Linked DNA regions of Mus musculus: region 2 is linked to region 1. A link is a contact called in public Hi-C data. All regions are on one chromosome and are shown on one strand. Each heading gives the region's core, a stretch centred on a gene start, on an enhancer-like site or on the middle of the called end of the contact. The rest is flanking DNA. Distances are from core to core; before and after follow the strand shown.

Region 1 (4,437 bases), core at 1,389-3,888:
GGCGTCTCTGAACTATCACAACATTTTCTCAATGGCAAAGGAATTAGGATTCTTATATGCAAATTGTTTTGGTGTGATGGCAAAAAAATTCCCCTGTGTTTGTATGTTTACATTTAAAAATATATTTTCAGTTACTTTTAGGTAACCTTGAATCTCTTTATGTTTTACAAAGACAAATTGCTACTTGGCTTAGGAAAAAAATGACGTTTTGGGATAGCATTGGAAATGTAATTGAGGAAAATACGTAATAAATAAAAAAAATAAACCTTAAAGATTATTAAAGTATGTCTGTTTAAAGCATTGTTAAGGGGCTAGAGAAACGGCTCAGTAGTTAAGAGTAGTTGCTGTTTGGTGTTGTCTTAGTTAGATTTCTATTACAGAGATAAAGCATCGTGGCCAGGAGCAGCATGGGGTGGAAAGGGTTTGCTTATTTCATCTTATAACTTAGAGCCTGCCATCCTGAAGTCAGAGCCGGAGGGAGTTCAAGGTAGGAACCCAGAGTCAGGAACTGACCCAGAAGCCGTGGAGGAGCGTTGCTTACGTACCCAGAAGTGGTGGAGGAGCAAGCCCAAAGCAGCGGGTTTGCTCCTCCCGGTTTTGCTCAGTTTGCCTTCTTATATAATCTGGGACCACCTGCCCAGGGGTGACAACGCTTACATGCTGGGGACGCTCAGACACATATCACTAATCAAGACAATGCCCCACAGACTTGCCTAAGGCCAATCTTATGGAGCCATCTTCTCAAAAAGCTTCTCTTCCCAGATATGTCCAGGTTGTGTCAGTGCGACAGAAAGCAAACAGCACACTGCTCTTGCAAACCTGGATGACTGACTCACACTGCTGGATTCCAGCTCCTGGGGACCTGATGCCCTCTTCTGGCTTCTGGGCAGTTTACATATTCAAAGATCCATACACATGAATAAAAATTAAATAAATCTAAAATATATTTTAAAGAAAAATGTATGTAAATTTAATGTTTATATAGTGTTTATTTACCCTGTAGTGAATAACCACCCTGGAAATGAACATTTAACTCTTCTGCAGGTAGTATCTGGGCACTTGATCTTGTCTTCAGCTCTTCTCAGGCTTGCCCAATGTTACAATTCCCCTTTACCATAAAATCAGGACACACAATATGTGGTTACATTTCTTTCCCAGCAGAAAGAGATGGCTACCTTCCTAGGATATGCCTTTATTCAAAGGTAGACTATAAGTATAATTTAAAAGTAAACATGATACCTTGTTTTCGCAAATGATTTATTGGCTTTAGTGCCTCTACCCAGGTTCTTCGTCTAGCTATCCTGAAAGTTCAACAAGACTCTCCTGTACACTTCCTAAGGCCTTTGGATAAGCCATGGCTTATCACATAAGCGATTTTGTGAATTTCAGCTCATTTCTGGTAAACGGATGCTGCATTTTTACATCGAGAAATAATAGGACTTTTTCTCCATTTACCCATTTCTCATTAATTCACTGTTTCTGAGAGGACGTTTTGGTAATGGATACCTTTTTAATTTAAGATTTAAATTTGAATTTTTAAATTGAAATCAAGCATTGATGTTGATGTTTTTTGATATATTTTTTAGGGCCAGAAAATATAATAGTTTATATAGAGAGACTTAAAAATACTGATACAAGTGCAGTTGAGAAAGACCAGTGAGTAACTGTGTTTGCTGCCAAGCCTGACAAGCTGAAATCAATCCTGGACGCCAACTGGTAGGAGAAGGGACATGATGCCAGTAAGCTGTCCTCTGAGCTCCACACAGGTGCACACAAGCACACACACAGACACAGATACAAACAGACACACATACACACACACACACAATATAAATGAAAAATATCATATGATAGAAATATTATAAGGGTCCTTTGTATGCACTTATATGTATTTCAGCTAAATGTCTAAAGCAGTTCAGAATATTTTCAGTTTGTAGAGATGCTTTTATTTTATTTGTGCATATCATGAAGAGGAGGAAAGCCTGTACTAATGATTGCATAGGCTACATTCATTTTTAAAAATTGTTCCCTCTAAATTTCAGCCTATGGTAAGCTATATTTTTCATAAAGACATAAGACCAACAAAACATGAAAAACAGAAGAGTGTGCACTGGATCCTTGTCTTTAATTGCGTAGTCTAGTCTGGCTGAATCGTGTCAATGTCATTCGCTTTTCCTAGTAACTCGCCTAACCTCACATTCCTTTCACAGTGGAGGAAGATGCCGGCGTGATCACACTCCCTGTCCTGAGGCTTCATGGAACGTATGGCCACGTGTCAGCTGATTTCAGCTCCCGGGGTTTCTCTGCAGTTCCAGGAGGCTACGTACTGCATGGCAGCTCGGTCACCTTTCAGCATGGACAGAACCTAAGCTTTATAAATGTCTCCATCATCGATGACAATGGAAGGTTAGTCCTACAGAAACAGTGCACACACAGAGAGCATAGGTACTGTGACCTAACTTACACCGAAGATGCATGTTCCTGCTGAGAAGCAGCACTTGAGAGAGACAGGGGAATACCAGCAAAGGAGCTGGCCCTGAGGATGGAAACCTCGGTTTTCCCATAAAGGAGAACGGTTCTGTTCCTCACAGGGACCAGAATGGTTAGGATGTGGCAGTGCTTCCCAGCCCACCTTCTAAAGTCAAGAAGTGGGTTGCGAGGGCTTCGTGTTGCGTCTGCTTTTGACTGAGCACCCTCCTCCTGGTGTGTGCCTGCTGGGCCTTGAATATGTATGGCCAATTTGGAAAAATGACTAGCTATTTGGATTTTACAAGCATTTTAATATGTTTAGACTCACAGATTGCTCCTTCTTGCCATGCAGTGAATTTGAGAAGCAGTTTGAAATTCTGCTCATTGGAGCTACGGGAGGAGCGATCCTTGGGCGCCACCTAGTGAGCAAAATCACCATTGCCAAAAGTGACTCTCCCTTTGGCATCATACGATTTCTCAACCAAAGCAAAATTTCTCTTCCTAACCCCAGTTCCACAATGGCTTTACACTTGGTGCTGGAGCGGACCGGAGGACTCCTGGGAGAGATTCAGGTAGTGTTATTATTCTGGTGATGTTAGAAGAAATTTTGAAATATCATATATAATGTTGGACTTTCAACTCCCCAGATGTGTTTGATTATAGTATTTACTACTAACTACTTTGTAAATGTTAAGTGGCTTCTGAGCTCGATGAACATATTTGAAAATGATGTGAGCAGAATAAAATTGAATAGTAGTAGACCATATTTTTTTTTTCAAAAAAGCATGAGTTCTATAAACTCTGCTTGTAACTTTGGGATATACAGCCTGGGTTGCCTGGGTTGCCCAATGGTGTGATGACTTAGGAGAAAGGAAGAATAGATCCTGCAGAGAAATAAGCCTGACCTGTTGTTAGGAGAACTCTACAGAATAGCGGGCTTAAAACCGACATGAGAGGACCAGAGAGCACAGAGGGCACATAGGACCCAGGACTGATGCAGTTTGAGATGTTACCATGAGTTCAAAGAGCATGCCATCAAGGGAGACTTAGCCAGAGAGTATATCACCGTTTTCACATCTGTAGCTCACCCATGCCTGCCCTGTGAAAGATGGATTGTCAAGAGTCGGTGGAGCAGTGCACAGCAGGAAGGATGGTTGGAAGGCTGTGGTCCCTCACTCTGTTATGAGTGGGAGCAGAGGGGACAAGATGTGGTTAAAGAGGGGACAGCTGGTTGGGTTAAAGATGGAGGCTGAAGCTGGTGAGATGGCTCAGCTCAAAGGAGGTCCTGAGTTCAATTCTCAGCAGCCATAACCTTTTCTGACATCTTATGTCCTCTTCTGGCATATGGGTGTACATGCAGCAAAACACACATAGAATGGATCAATGAACGAGTAAGAAAAGAGATGGAGGCTGAAGAATAGACAAATTTTGGGTGGCTCCTAGAAACTGCTGGAATGTGGTGCTAGTCTTATGAATTTCATAGCTGGGGTAAATACTTAAGAATTCTGCTTTGTACATGTTAATGTGGTGTCCTGTTAGACAAGCCCATGGAAGGCTCACTTAGTCTGAGCTTTGCCTGTTGTCAGATGAGCAGGGATGACAGGTAGAGCAGGCGCTTGCGTGTAGGAAGCCATCACAACCATGAGAGCGTAAGTACTCCTGGAGCTGTGACGAGAGCAGAGCTGAGTCTGGGGCTCCTGCCTTGTAGGGGTCTGAAGAAAGAAGGCTGGGGTGGAAGGAGAGGGGAAGAAGCCTGGGAACGAGAAAGAAGAGGCATGCCGAGAGGGAGGAATGGCTTTCCCCACGTGATATGAAAACCACACACACTAGAGCTATAGAAACCCAAAGCTCGGCTTGTTTTAATCCAAACTTTAGTTCCTGATCAAATGTATGAACATTACATTTGCACTCATTTTTACAGTGGGAATTTAAGTATATTTAGAGAAAAACGCACACCACAGAATGTCG
Region 2 (4,556 bases), core at 181-2,680, 330 kb before region 1:
AACAAACTTGTGTTATAGATTGCCCAAGCTGTGTCTAGTCCATCCCTCAGAAAAGGAAGTTCCAGAGGCATATACTTATGTGTGTTCATGCACACATGTGTCTGTGTATGTGTTTACGAAAGCACAAATCATGCATTCAAATAAGTGGCACTGTGCTACATTTCTACAGAAAGAAGAAAGTAATGGAATAGACAAACAAATAAGCAAACACAAAAATCCTTGCCTTTGTGGTGCACTGGCATTGGAAGTCAGATGCTATTAATCAGAAGTAGTCACAGCATTTCTACTTCTAACTAAGACTTATGTAAAACACATTTTGAAATTGTTTTCTAGTAATGGGAACCATAGATTTACCTGGAAATGTGAGAAATCTTTTCCTCCTCTAACATTTATCTATTATAATTCTATCCCTTCCTGCTTACCGCTTTCTCTTTTATTATTAATAGTAGAGTTGTTGGGGTAGGAGTGTGGTTCAATGGTGCAGCACATGGTTAGCCTTGGGTTCAATCCCCAGCATACACCCACAAAAGTAAGTTAACAAAGGTCCACCCTTTGTCTATATATTTTATTCAAGCTATACAGTATGTCTCATAAGGAACATCTTATACTACAAAAACTAAAAGTAATACGACTACAATACTAAGACTGTAAAGTCTTGGGAAGAACATATAATCATCTTTCCAGAATACACCCAATTGGTCTGTGCCTGTTGAGGATGGTTGAGCACATAGAGGTTGAGAATATTATTCTATGTTTGTAAGAGGTTGGAAGTTTCCAGAAGGAACGGCTTTTAAACTGTAGTAGAAAAGGGAGGCAGGTGTTTATTATGAAGAACCTACAACTTGAGAAGGCACTTTTCCCAAGGAGGCCAAAGGAGCATAAGCAGAGAGAAAGGACACAAAGGACACAAAAATAAGTGGGCCACACTGGTTCAGAGCCCACTGGGAAGCTCAACAGGAGCAGACCTCCAGGAAATACAGCTAATCCTTTTTGTTTTGCAGTTGTTCCCGCCCCTGCCTCCGCCCCCGCCCCCACCCCTTGTGTGTTGCATGTAATGTAATTTAATGTATTTATCTTATGAGGTTTCATAAGGGAAAGGAGACAGGAGGGGGAAGGGAGGAAGAAAGGGAGAGGCAATCTGATAATTTGATTGACAGGTGACCCTGTCAAGTTAGTTTTCTGGATCACAAAGCTGGTTTAGTGATGCCTAGGGAGAATTAGACACCGTTCGAAAGACTGTTGGACTGAAGAAGTGATCATAGCCTAAGAGGCCACCTACCACCAAAGAAGACCTTAAATGGGTATTTTTAAAATACTTGGCTTTGTTGCTAACATTATAAAATCAGGAACAAAGAACAAAGACTTTCAGTGTGGGGCTTTTCTTAAAGAAGCAAGATCCAGCGCATAGGCTCTGAACCCTCACAGTCGAGGCGCTGCTGCCCCCTGCAGGTGGGAATTATGATCTCCTGTTTCTGAGTCCCTTCTCCCACTGCAAGGTACTGTTTCATTTTGTGCATTATGGAGTATATGGGTATTTGAATTCATTTATATACTAATTATCTTCATCCTGCAGTGTATGGCATGCTAGCATGCATCTGATCAGGAAGAAAGGAGCACAGACTTAGATTAGTAATTCTCAATGTGATTTTTCCACCCCATGTTGAGAACTATACTTCAAACCACTTCTCCAGCAATTAAACTATAGTCTATGCCCACTGAAAGGTCTCTCACAGGGTTGTCTTGTGCTATAAATGCTAAGTGCCACATGCATGAGTGCTGTGATAATAAATACTTAGGGATGCAGGGGCGGGCCCGATTATTTCTGTAATCATTAAGAATTTTAAAGATCGGCTTGAACTTCTGTAAGAGAAGGACATTCTGCATGACAGGGGAAGCAAAAGCAAACATGTGAATTTAGTAGGCCACAATTTCTGTAGAGTGTAAAGTGGAATACTGCAGGCAATGCTGCTTCTCCTTCAGCCTTGATGCGAGCTATCTCAGAGTGAGAGACCCACAGAACTACTGAAACAGGCAGCACACTACATTTGAACTCTTGTAGTTCTCCTCCTCTCCCTCCTCTTCCTCCTCCTTCACCACCACCACCACCATCACCATCACCATCAGCTCCTCCTCCTTCTCCTCTTCCTCCTCCTCCTCCTCCTTCTTCAGAGAGCAACAAAGACCTTGAGGAGTGAGGTGATCTGCTCAATGCCACACAGCCACTTGGTGAAGGAGCTGAGATCAGATCTGCCCGCCCCCCGCCCCACCCCCTCCAGTGATTTCCTACACACATGAAGCCACATGAGTCACTTCAGTTGGTCATGGACAAGGAGAAGAAATTCTGGGCTGCTCGGGAGTTTTAGATATAATTCTTCTTCGTTTCCATTTCTCTTCTTCACTCATTTGCACCTCATATTCTTACTCAAGAAAAAGCACACCAAGAAAGTGTTATGGGAAAGGGGTGCGTGTGAGTGTGTGTGTGTGTGTGTGTGTGTGTGTGTGTGTGTCTGACCAGTATAGGAACAGATTAAGAATACATAATGAGCTGAACTACTTTCTAGTATTCAATTGTGGTTGACTGCAAATAAGTGATCCCTTCAGCTTTTAAATTCTCTGTGACTGCCATTCTCTGCAAGGGGAAGAAACTACAAGATGAATTTTCAGCCTACTAAAGTGAGCAACAAAAGGCATAAGGAGCTAGCAGATATGTCTCAAGTTCAACAGTTATGATAATCACAATCAGAATATGAAAATACTAGTCAGTTTCCTGGTACCTTAGAACAAACTGACAGACAGACTGCCCCTGGCTTTCATAGCACAACAATGAGGCTAACTTTGCATCTTGGTACTTGGAATTGGCAGAGAAGTTTAGTGTTAAGAACACTTGATTTAGATTCAAATCTGCGTTTTTAGTATTTACCAGCTAAGTGATCCAGACAACTGAATTAATCTTTCCAAGTATTCACCTGCACATGTATAAATGGCAAAAAGCTGCTTTTTCCTGTTTTCTCTGGGTTTTTAGGAGATTTACTACCTTTCTTTGGGTGTGCCCCAGAGCAAATTCCAAGGCAAGATTTGAGTACAAATTGGTTACTTGATCCCAGGAAACAGTGAGGCAGGGAAGGGAGAAACCACTAACAACAATGGCTATTTAGTGGCCACCATTGCTTTTCTCACTGAACAGTTGGGAACTTCAAACTCGCTGGCTGACTTTGTTCTGGGAATATCAACACCATAATACTTCTGCCAGGACCTGACCACAGGTTTTGCACAGGTTAGAGTTCAGAGAAATAATTTCTATGTAAAGCCCCGGGGCTTAAGGTAGAAAGCTGAGTGACCAGAAGAAGTGCCTTTTAAGGCTACCATCAGCTCCTGAAAGGAAGATAAGGACTAAGCATGGGCTGGTGATGACATTTGTCCTAGTGAGATGATGTATGTCCCTAGAACAGTGTGACTGCCGATCTAAGGCACAGCTGTTTAAACACAAAGCAATGAGCTTGAAGAAGGCCAAAGCAGAGTCTGTACAAGGAGAGGAAAGTAGAGGACGACACACTGCTCCTGAGCTGTGGAACCAAAACCCCACCCACACTCTCCTCTACCATGGTTCCGTCCCTCCCTAACTCAGTTTCCCCCTGTAGCCTTCTCCACCTCCACACCTCTCCCCCACCCACACTCTCCTCTACCATGGTTCCGTCCCTCCCTAACTCAGTTCCCCCTGCAGCCTTCTCCACCTCCACACCTCTCCCCTTTCTCTTCTTCAATCTCATCTTCCTCCTATCTTTCTCTCAACTCCTAAATCCCAGACCTAGCACAGTGCTTATTACGTTCCACACTTTCTCATCCTCTGAAGCCACTGTCCAACTTCCCTCTCTTTCCTCAATAAGCCTAGTTCTTATTCAGAAATTCAAGGTACTGTCAGTTTCTTTGAAAAGAGGTCCCTACCGTCACCTTTCTCTTGTGGTCTGAACCGCCTATCAGGTAGTGTCTCTGTGAATGTCTTAAAATGCACCACTTACATCAAGCATGGTGGCACCTGTCTGTAATCCTAGCACTTGGAAGCAAAATACTGCAAGTTCCAGGCCAGCTTGGGCTACATTGTGAGACACTGTCTCAAAACAACAGCAACAACGACATAAATCTTACAGCTTGCATTATAAATATGCAGTTACAGCATTATAAATATGCATTTATAATCCATCATGCTAATTGCATCATTATTCTTTATAAGCAGATGTGGAACATTTGCATTGTTGAGAAGTTCATAGATGATTTGTAGCTACACCAGTGTCTACCAGTCGTCTGATTGCGCAACAGATTTCCTAAAGCAGAGGGCACCGATTTTTGGAGTTCTGGTGCCTGTCATCAGTCCTAACATGCATTTGGTGCTCTGCAAGTAATGTTTTAATCAATAAAAAAAAAAATGTGCTTTGAATATTTCCACCATTTCACACTGCTTTTCACCAAGTTGATACCTGTGGCGATAAAGTATATTAAAGGTGCACTCTGCATCCCTTGGGAGTGTAAGTGTTAAATCTCATTGGCCATCTGCCAGTTCT

What was found. A called contact is a pair of places that touch in the nucleus more often than the background predicts.
Region 2: a Hi-C map of neurons shows a contact between it and region 1, with 11 times the contacts expected there. The contact joins two enhancer-like sites. A contact is called at or near these places in 9 of 39 promoter capture datasets (the 3T3-L1 cell line, the C10 cell line, HPC-7-derived erythroid cells and 4 more), 11 of 15 datasets of contacts at CTCF or cohesin (CD8 T cells, the G1E-ER4 cell line, the NIH/3T3 cell line and 6 more), 302 of 484 Hi-C or Micro-C datasets (the 3T3-L1 cell line, 3T3-L1-derived adipocytes, the 63-12 cell line and 144 more), 36 of 115 datasets of contacts at active chromatin or transcription factors (the 230-238 cell line, the NIH/3T3 cell line, PVALB interneurons and 20 more) and 4 of 9 other capture datasets (adipose tissue, embryonic stem cells, embryonic tail and 1 more).

Annotation. Positions count from the first base shown.
Region 1 is chr13:81,438,017-81,442,453 of GRCm38.p6, reverse strand. It overlaps Adgrv1 (adhesion G protein-coupled receptor V1), which reads left to right. Exons shown (of 90, transcript NM_054053.4): 66 at 2,211-2,406; 67 at 2,822-3,041. Among named protein-coding and RNA genes, the nearest start is that of Adgrv1, 190 kb to the left of the region's middle. Within about 2 kb of position 2,638, at least 6 of the 459 cell types and tissues checked have an H3K27ac peak or open chromatin away from gene starts, as enhancers often do. A contact at or near this core is called in neurons, where this site is marked.
Region 2 is chr13:81,764,120-81,768,675 of GRCm38.p6, reverse strand. No RefSeq gene overlaps it. Among named protein-coding and RNA genes, the nearest start is that of Cetn3, 17 kb to the left of the region's middle. Within about 2 kb of position 1,430, at least 6 of the 459 cell types and tissues checked have an H3K27ac peak or open chromatin away from gene starts, as enhancers often do. A contact at or near this core is called in neurons, where this site is marked.